Linked DNA regions of Sus scrofa: region 1 is linked to region 2. A link is a contact called in public HiChIP or PLAC-seq data. All regions are on one chromosome and are shown on one strand. The core of a region is the stretch at or near the end of the contact, and the rest is flanking DNA. Distances in the headings are between cores, read along the strand shown. Region 1 overlaps SOX6 (transcription factor SOX-6). Region 2 overlaps SOX6 (transcription factor SOX-6).

Evidence for each region. HiChIP or PLAC-seq counts read pairs in DNA pulled down with a chosen protein or histone mark.
Region 1: a contact with region 2 is called in an H3K27ac HiChIP or PLAC-seq map of skeletal muscle. The contact joins two enhancer-like sites. A contact is called at or near these places in 5 of 47 Hi-C or Micro-C datasets (epiblast stem cells, fetal heart ventricle, fibroblasts and 1 more) and 1 of 2 datasets of contacts at active chromatin or transcription factors (skeletal muscle).

The regions. Positions count from the first base shown.
Region 1 is chr2:43,064,752-43,069,536 of Sscrofa11.1, reverse strand. It overlaps SOX6 (transcription factor SOX-6), which reads right to left. Exons shown (of 18, transcript XM_021085342.1): 18 at 713-4,785. Among named protein-coding and RNA genes, the nearest start is that of SOX6, 620 kb to the right of the region's middle. Within about 2 kb of position 2,921, at least 9 of the 83 cell types and tissues checked have an H3K27ac peak or open chromatin away from gene starts, as enhancers often do.
Region 2 is chr2:42,458,283-42,463,666 of Sscrofa11.1, reverse strand. All of the region lies in intron 2 of SOX6 (transcription factor SOX-6), which reads right to left. Among named protein-coding and RNA genes, the nearest start is that of SOX6, 14 kb to the right of the region's middle. Within about 2 kb of position 3,831, at least 1 of the 83 cell types and tissues checked has an H3K27ac peak or open chromatin away from gene starts, as enhancers often do.

The sequences.
Region 1 (4,785 bases), core at 1,672-4,171, 610 kb before region 2:
GGCTGGTTTGGCCGGTCTCCTTTAAGGGCCCACCTCACTTGGGTCTGCTACCCCACCTCCAGCCCCCAGACTCTTAGAGGCTGCTATCACTCACTTCCAGGCCAACAAGAGTGGTAGCTCTCCTTCTCTGAGGCAGAAGCAGCTGAGAAATCAGCCCATGGTTCCCAACCACAGTGGAGGCAGCAGTTCCGGAAGTGCAGCATTTTCCACTCTTGGCTGCTAGGCTTGTAGGAGTTGGTGTCAGATGAGAGGTTGGCCCTGGAGATTCGTTCATACCCAGGAATGCTGGGAGCTTTTTATACACGGTTTCACTCTCATGAAGAAGTCAGGCAAATAGGAAGTGACATTTTTCTCATCTTCTCTGGACACAAATCCACCTTGGATCCTGTTCCTACCATCTAAATCCACAAGCATTTCCTGCTGCAGCAGTGTATGCTTCACAGTGAAAAAAGGAGGCAAGTCTTCCAGGCTAAGGGGTTTGAAGTCTTCCTGAGACTTACCGCCCAGCAAGGCAGAAGCAACGGCGGGAGCAGGAAGGCTCTGCAGGCTCAGTAGCAAGCAGTGTGTGTGTGTGTGTGTGTGTGTGTGTGTGTGTGTGTGTGGCGGGGGCATGGAGGGAGGGAGAGGTGGGGCACAAACCTACAGCTGACTAGCTGACCGGGCTCCAGGGGAGGGATGGTTGGCAGGGCACAGACAAGGCCGTACACAGAGGTCATAAAACAAAATTTATCTTTAATTTGTAAGTGTCAACAGCAGTACAAAAGATGGAGTGATGACGACTAGATTAAGGGTAGAGAGGACAGTCTTGAGGTAAATGAGCATAAATAGGCAGTTCTTATAGACACTCCCCTGAGGGGCCTAGGCCCCATCATGGCATATATGTTGTCACCCAAAGATGGCATGTTTAACATATCAGGAAAGCACCTTGTGCAAAAAGGAAAAAAAAAAAAAAAAAAAAAAAGTAGCTAAGGTGCCAACATACACCAGGATAAAGACAGTGTGTCTTTCAATTTTGTCTTTTCCCTTAATTATGAGGCAAGGAGGGGAAGACTTTGAAAAGTACCACTGAAAGATGATTCAAGGTTGAGTTTTATCTCACGTCAATACTGCACAACAAAATCCAAGAAGTTTGTGTATGCAACAAAGCTAAGAACAATGATTCATTCCTTTAAATTTGAAGAGTTTTTTTTTTTTTTTTTTTTTTTTTTTTTGTATTTCTTTAATCCTTAGCAAACTTTTTTTTTCCATTGTCAAGAGGAGAGTGTGAGAAAGATGTGATGGCAACCCTTAAGGTCATTTAAAAACTTTACACTGGACTGTACAAGATTTTTTTTTTGATAAACTATTTACATTTTCAGACTTTCAAACATATTCAAAGCAGCAATAGACACTAGTTTGTATGTTTTTTTTTTTTTCTAATTGCCCAAATAGTTACCAGCCATGGGCCAAGTAGGTACCTGCGTTATACATAGAATTTCTACAAAGAAAATCTGCAGTTAAAATTTGCTCAAGGGTGTTGTAAATGCCCTCAGCGTCCCAAGGGCCACACCCGTGGTGTTGCTAGAGGAACCAGCACAGTACCTTGACAACAGAGTTGCAGTTGTCCCAACAGCCCTACACAAACTTTACACTTCGAAACAGCAGCCAGCATGTCAGTCCAGCATGTCAGTGAATTGTGCTGATTAAATTAACATAGAATACAATCTCACAATATACATCACAAACAAATTACAATGTCGGGAAATAAAAGAGTTACAGTAAGATAAGTTATGTAGTAACAGCTTGTAAGCTTGTCTAAGGTAATAAAAAATTTTACATGGCAAATACAATAATGAATGAACATAAATGCTAGGCATTCTAATGCACTACAAGCCGGAGAAGGGTACAATAAAGACTGCACTTTCCGAAAAGCAAAAACACATAGGACAAAGGAAGACAAACGGAGAATGCACATGAGCAGATCTGCAATGTGCAGCAGACAAAACAGTTAAATATTTGCACATTCCCCATACTCCAAGAGCACCAGCACTGAGGCCTCACTTTAGGTTTGTGGTTCTTCAGGAATAAGAAACTACTGAGCAAGATATGTCACTGAGTTGCCTTCAAGCTTTCATATGGCCACGGATGCTGATTAGAAGAGCATCTGCGCTAAGCATTACCTTTCTGCCCCCTCCCCCACCCACCTCTAGCCCTGCCCCAAAGGTACCAGCATTCCGAGCTTCTGGAAAGAAATCTGTCCCCAAAGAAAAAGACGGGGAGGGGAGGAAAAGGAAATGTGTTTGCCTATCAATATTTCAGTCATACTAGCAGAGTGTGACACTCAATAGCATATGGCATCAGAAACAGAACATAAATCGGCAGGAATAACAGAGAGAAGTTGTTTATTAAGGAAGAAAACATGTCAGGGGGCAGATGACTTAAGGAAATGATGCAAGTGCTTTTGTGAAAGGACAAATGAGGTCATACAATATTATTATACTTTGAGAAGTGAGCTTAAGTGCCAACTCAGTCCTTAGACAAACGTACAAAATCAGGCAAGGCTACAGCAACCATTTTTGTCATTTTCTTATTAAAAAGGAAGACCCAGTAATAATTTCAATACATTCCTCTAGCTGCATTCTTTGCAATCGTTGGCACTTGGTACAGGACTTCTCATATGGTTTAAAACTACTAAGTGATGCTTTTTCTTTTCCCTAATGAGTAAGCAGAGGTCACTGCTTTGCAAAATGAGTAAATTGAGAGAAGCAGCCTCAGCTGTGGTGTTCAAGTGACCAGGCTGCCTTCCTACGGGGGTCGATGGGCTTCCTTGAAACAATCCCTGCTTTCAGCTAGTGCTTGTGCTCCCTGCTCGGGAGGGTGTGCTCTGGAGAAGCAGCCTGGCTTCATCAGGAAAAGAAAGAAGCCTTTAATTTCAGCCCTAGAGTGATCACACCCTTTTCAAACACCCCAGGCTCCAGTGGGGCTCATGTTCAGGGGAGGCCAGAATTTGACAAGCTCAATAGCACTGTGAGCCCACACCTGAATTTAGAACTTGGCCTGAGAGTTGGTGTCAGGACCCTGGCAAATCAAATCAGGCCTGAGGACAAGGCTGGGGAGTATCAAATACCAAACGAAGCAAACTGATGTGCTCCTAAAAGGGTGAGCTGAATACACGTGAAAACAACCAAACTTTCGTACCTTCCTGGAAAAGATACTGCATCGCATCTGCCAAAGAACTAGAGAAACTGCCTGCTGGCTGCTCCTGTACACAGACTGACTTTTTCCCTCTCCCTTTCTATCTCCTTTCTTTCTTTCCTTTCTTTTCTTTCTTTCTCTCTTTCTTTTTCTTTCTGTCTTTCTTTTTCTTCCTTTCCTTCTTCCTTTCCTTCCTTCCTATTCCATATGGTCTATTGTTTTAGGGCAGGTTTATCTGCCAGTGCCCCTCTTCTAAGTGAAAACTCTTCACTTAGAATCCTGCAAATTCTTTAGCAAAATGGAGCTCATTTTTACCTGTATTTGAAGATAGTGTGAAATTGGGAGCACCGAAAAAGAAGTCACTTAACATTCTTTAACCCAACTGGCACGATGGGACTTTTGTCAATGGCCAATCTCAGAGGCAGATTTTCACCTTTATAATAGCATTCATGCTTCTTGCTATTAAATGGTCATAGCACTACCTTACAAGACTGATGTGGATTCACAAAGCAAACTGACGCTCTCCTGGCTGTACTGGAAATTCACCATGTTCAATTCATCAACTTTCCATAAGAAAAAAAAAAAAAGTGAAAGTCTGAGTCTGTGGACAGTGGGTTCTACACTCTATGAGAACCCGAGTGAAGGGTTTTACTGCTTCAGCTGCAGGTGGGACTCTGCTCTCTCACTGTGGCTGATAATTCACTACCCATGAGGTACAGTGACTTGTCAACTTCTAGTCTGGACCAACATATATGGATAGAGAACAAAAAGGGAATACATAACTTATATTTCACTAAGTATTCATGAACCAAAAATAAATTCTATTTCTATGTTACATTTACACAATTAGAAAAAAATCTAAAATGAGATGGTAAAGTCATAAAAACTTTGTTTAAGCCCCACTGAAAATAAAATGAAGTGATCCCTATGATTGTCATTCTTAATTTCCATGGATATTTAGAGCCAAACTTGGCTAATAAATAGAATAAACTGCTTATGTGCAGAATTTAGATTCAAATACAGCATTACTGTTTGACCCAATGAAAGAGACGTTTACAATCAGATCATTCCTGAACAGCCTTTCGTTTTTAAGAACATGGCTAGAAGTAACTGAACCCCAGTACTGGGGCAGAGCTGGAGCTAAAACAAAGTGTTCATACACACATGTATTTTGCATAAATAAATGAAATAACAAGACATAAAAATGACTCAAATCCGGCAACTGTGAGGCAAGCCCACACGAGTCGAAACAGATGACTTTTGTTCATGTAGTTTTCATACAACAGCTTCACATTAGTCAGAAGTGATAAAAAATACCATTTATATCCAGTGCTTATAACACTTACGAAACAACATATGTGAGTGTGTGTGTTTTTTGTTGGGGTTTTTTTGTTTTCTTTTTTTGTTTGTTTGTTTGTTTCTTTTTTTTTTTTTTATTACAAGCAAAATCAAGTTTCAGTCCTAAAGAACAGTCCTTTGTTCTCCACCAGCCCAGAATATTATTTTGGCATGGTCATAAAAACAAACAAAATTAACCTACTATTCTAAATGTTTGCCTTTGTGCAAAATTAATTACATACAATACAACACTAGCCATACAGCACTCTACCT
Region 2 (5,384 bases), core at 2,582-5,081:
ATCAAAAACCGATAAAAACTGATGTCTAATGCTTCTGATCAATGTGATATTATTTGTTTATACTTGGGTATATGGAAAATGCAGCATTGGTTTGGCTCTGGAAATAAGTATGAAGATAAAATAAATGAGCACTGACATTGTATAAAAAAGACTGGGGGCGGGGGGAAGAAGGCCAAAAAGGCCAGCCCTAATTTATGACACACAAGCTTTGTTTATAGCGAATAATATCCTGAAGCAAAACCCAGCTGAAACATTTATTCATATCAAGTAGGAAGTCAGACAGTATGACTGGTAAGATTATCTACCCTGCATACCTTTTATTGGTGAGGCAATGAGTATGAAAGCACTTTGAAAACTGAGTTCTATAAAACATATGAGAATTGAGGGCTCTTTTCATGCCAAGGTTCTACTACAGATTACTTAACTACTGTCAATTAATCCTAACACCCGATTGTCTAGAATTGTTCTACGCACTTCTATATTCATTATCTTCAAACTTAATCTTCCTTACAATCCTACCTGATAAATTATATCACAATCCCCATATTAAAAATTAGGAAGTTGAAACTCAAAGACTGATTGCAGGAGTTCCTGTTGTGGCGCAGGGGAAACAAATCGGACTAGTATCCATGAGGACGCAGGTTCGATCCCTGGCCTCGCTCAGTGGGTCAAGGATCCGGCGTTGCCATGAGCTGTGATATAGGTCACAGAGCCGGCTCAGATCCCGTGTTGCTGTGGCTATGGTATAAGCCAGCAGCTGTAGCTCCCATTCAACCCCTAGCCGGGGAACTTCCATAGCTGCAGGTATGGCCCTAAAAAGCAAAAAAGAGAGAGAGATTGCATTTTCTAAGGTCACACAACTAGTTTAGAAAATAATACTTCAAATAAAAGATTCAAGAGATAAAAATTGAAAGTTTAACTTGGGTTTTTTTTTTTCCCTTGAAGATCTATAATTCAAATGAAGAGTATATGTTTCCATTTTTTCTTAAAATCAAAGCAAAAGAAAGCAGATTAAGAAGAACTGTCTTTTGACATGAAGAACTTCTCAGTGTTAATCATTGAAACACATAACCAAAGATTATAAAATCTCTTTCTTTGCTGGCTCCCCCACCCTCCTCCCCCAAAAAAAGCTTCTTAAATGATTAGAATGGAGAAATATACCCTTGAAGAAAGGAGGATGACAGATGAAATGACCTTTCATCTGTCCTTAGAACTGGACATTCCAAATTTGAGAGCTGGACCTCCACACTCTACATTTAGTCACTACTCTAAGTGTGGCAGACTACTTATGAAATCTTTCTAGGAAAGAAAGGCGCATGTATTGCTGAGAATACTTCATATAAGAGGAAAAGAAATCAATTGTGTAACTTGCCAAGGATTACACAAGTACCTAGTAAAGTGGAAATGGGATGCAGATCTAAGTACACCACCACTTCAACAGTAGTATAGAACAGGTATTAAATTTATGCCAAGCATATACCTTAGTTTTTTACATTTATCCATCTCGCTTAATCCTTACAATAGCCTTATGACGTAGATATTATTATTATTCCCATTTTAGAGATGAAGAAGTAAAAAGTTAGTGATTATACCATGGATATATTGGGGGTAGATGGAGTGGGTGAATTCTCCTACATAGAAGGTTCAATGACCTTGGATTATAGCTGGATATTATTTTTGAGAAAATAGCAACATTTCTGCCCTTTGATATTCTTTCCCAAGAAAGAACATAGGATCATTCTTCTCCACTTCTACCACTGACCTGCTTACTAGCACCATGACAAATGTACCTAAATTTCCCATCTACCAAATATTAAAAATCTTCAATAGAAAAGAAAATCCTGAAAAAGTAAAAACTTGTGACTTCAAAAATGCCTTTCAGGATACCTAGAACTTAATGCTCAATCACGTTACACAGTTATCTCTTTGTAAAGTATAAAAGGAAATACTTGCAACCATGCCTCAAAATGAGTTCCACTTGAAATCTACGCTTGTCATTAAAAAAAAATCTGTTGCATTTTCACTCTTCCACATATTGTGCTTGTGTAGTCGTGGAAACTAAAGCATCTTTAATTTTCTTTGTCTAATTTTAAAGAACTACTTTTCAAAGAAGCAAAGAGATTGTGCTCAGTGAAGTCAGAATCACAAACAGCACTAAAGTCCCCTGTTTGCATTTGAATGGATATATTAAAGACAGACAATTCAATTCATCTCTTTAACATGACTAGAAACAACAAATTATTGAAGATAGCAGGGATAATAGATCATTTAAAGATTTATCTTGTGAGATTTTCAGAGAAGAAAGAGATCAAGGGGGAACTTGAAATGAGAGAATATAGAATGTTTGCATAGACACAAATATGCACATCATATAAAGTCCTTTGAATTCACCTTATGTGTATCATGATTACTTATATATGTCATCATTGAAAAGCATAAATATCAATATACTCAAGTAAGTTTGATCCAAAATAGTTTAAAATACAAAAACTCTTAAAGGATTTATGTCACATTAGGCTTCTTCAATACATGGTGCTTTAATCCGAAGAAACCTAAAAGCTTTATAGACCAGGGAAGCTTAGTAAATAAACTATGTTAGTGAATTCTTCACCACATGTGTAGAGAGAGAGCCATACGGAAATAGAAAATCTAGAAAATTATAGAGCAGAAAATTCAAGTTAGTTACCAAAGATGCCAAATCTTCTAAAATATATACAACATTGGACTACCAATTGTTAGATTTTTTTTCACTATCTATCCCTAGACAATTACAGGTTATGATGCTAGCACAGTTCTTTATAAATACAATCAAACATCTCCCTATAAATGCAAAGACCTAACTCTTTAGATAAACATGAAGATTTCCATAGTTTCAAATAACTGTTTTTCACTTGAAGGAGTATGAAAGAGAATGCCAGTATGCTTTTTCTTGACATTAAAAGGTGAAGGAGAACAATTCAAAATTCTTGAAACATTTTGAAAAGTAATTTTTACTAATATTACATACTGTGCAAATTAGTAAGGATTACTAAATGCATTAGCATTATAAAACAGAAACAACTGGGCAGTTGATTTTTTAAATGTAGTTTATAATAGATTGTAGCATCTACAATTAACCTCAGAAAATAATCCACATCTTTACTAAAGATAAAGTTTTTTTGAGTGAATAGTAAAATATGAGTGATATATAAGGGGTCTTAGAGGACCAAGAAGAGATTCTGAATATAAACAAGCCATCATTCTGGTAAAAAGAAATACAAACAACTAGAATAAAAATAGTTGATGCACAAAAGCCATAATGAGGGGGTAGCTCAAAAAATAACTTCTACTTTGAATGGTTTGGATGAAATACAAATTATCCACAGAAAAGTGTGGACTGGCATAAATGTTTGTACAAAATTATAAGTGTATTTCAAGAAGTATGCAAGAGGCAACCGCCTGCATGTTGCACAAGGTCCCGGCAACGCTCTGCTTAAGTGCTAGTGCACAGAGTCCAAACCACTGCATTTTAATTACCATGCAGCCTCAGATATATTGCCTTTGATATGGAAATGTTCTTGTTCTCTCATCTTCACATATGGTCTCATGCACAGAAATCTTTATCTGATTCATAAAAAATAAACTAGAATCCAATCTCAACACCTGACCTCAGTGCTTAGAAGTTTTTTACTAAGCATGGTGTCACTATAAAAAGAATGACTAATATTAGTGTAAAGTTGGATATTTTGAGCAACCATATGAAGGACTTGCAGTTAAAAACTGAATTGATACTGCTTCTCTGATGTTTGAGGGTTTTGTGGTCCCTTTTTTTGAGACTAACACCGATTTGAGGAAAAACAGACCAACCAAGCACTCTTTTTTGGAGGTGAGAGAGTCTATGGTAGATTTAAATGATATTCCACTTACAACCTCTAGCCACACTCTCATTTGATATTTTTATCCAAATTATGACAATGGATATTTAAATTTTAAAATTGCTATCAAAAGCCATAACACCAAAATTTAAAATTATTTCCAGTTAGACTAAATGTCTGAATAAAACAGCTGAAAAGCTTTTACCCTCTTCCACAGAACAAGGAAAATAAAAATATTCTTCCTATAAGTGAATAATGAATATATAATGAGAGAATGATGAAAGTTTCTGATATAACTCTTACCAAAACAATTAGTTTTCAGATCACAGTTGAAGAACCACAAGCGAAAAGGATATGCTATACATTTAAAACATTCTTGCATTTAACAAAAATTGCTTTTCATAAACTACCAGAATGCCAGTTTGGTTTTGTTTTTGTTTTACTTGAGTATGTTGATATTCAGAGTATAATCAGGAGAAAATGTGAGTTAGGATAAAGACATAAAATGTTCAATATATTATTTTCCTTATTAGGAAAAAATTATAGGGGAGAATGATACTTTTTAAACAAGAAGCAATCCAAATACAAAGATAGTCCATTTTCTGCTCTAAAAAGCAGTGAGTACTTGTTAATTTTTAGCAAGCTTTTATAATAAAATCTGTTCTCATTAAACCTCATATACCCACATAACTTAATAATTCTGAAATAACCTAGATTAACTTTTTTTAAAAAATGGTAATATGACCCATCTAACCTCATGACAGCAGATAATACGTCCCATCTGCAAATCATCTTGCTGAATGTTATCTGTGTTTTATCATTTCTAGTACCTGTCTGTGCCTGATATGGTACTCTCAGACACATTAGCTTGATGGAATGTTTCACTTGACTTCAAAAACATCAATTGATATATATACACCCCTAAACTATATTTAAACAAATAGCTCTTAGAACAACCAAAATTTTAGTATCGTACTATACTTTATATAATCATGTTTGTAAATAATGAACTGTATATATGAATTCTCTCACTAACAAGAAAATTCTTTCAAACTTAGATATAACCTAATAATATTGAAAGGTATAGAAAATACTAAAAGTAACAGTTAAAATCAATGTATATTAAACTTTGTTAAAAGAAAATTCATTTACTCCATTACCTAGTATACTAACGGAAAGAGGGTTGTTTAAAATGTCACTAGTTTCTTCAGTATAAGATGGATATGTGTAAAAATTTCAATAATGACTAATAACCCACTAATCCCTAAAAGTCAAAAAGAAAACAGACATAAAATCTCAATAATGCCACCAAAATTTATCATTTAGGTATTTAAAGTAACATACTTTAAAACCTTATAAAAGAAAGATTTACTGGATAAGTTAACATTTTAAATATGTGCTTTGCCCTTACTAGGAAAAATCTAGTTGCTTTCTATTACTAATGAAAAAAATGTTAAGCTGACAATATGCCTATTGAATGTCAATTCTTCAGTAACTGAATCCATTATACAATCAACTTAAGGTATAGAT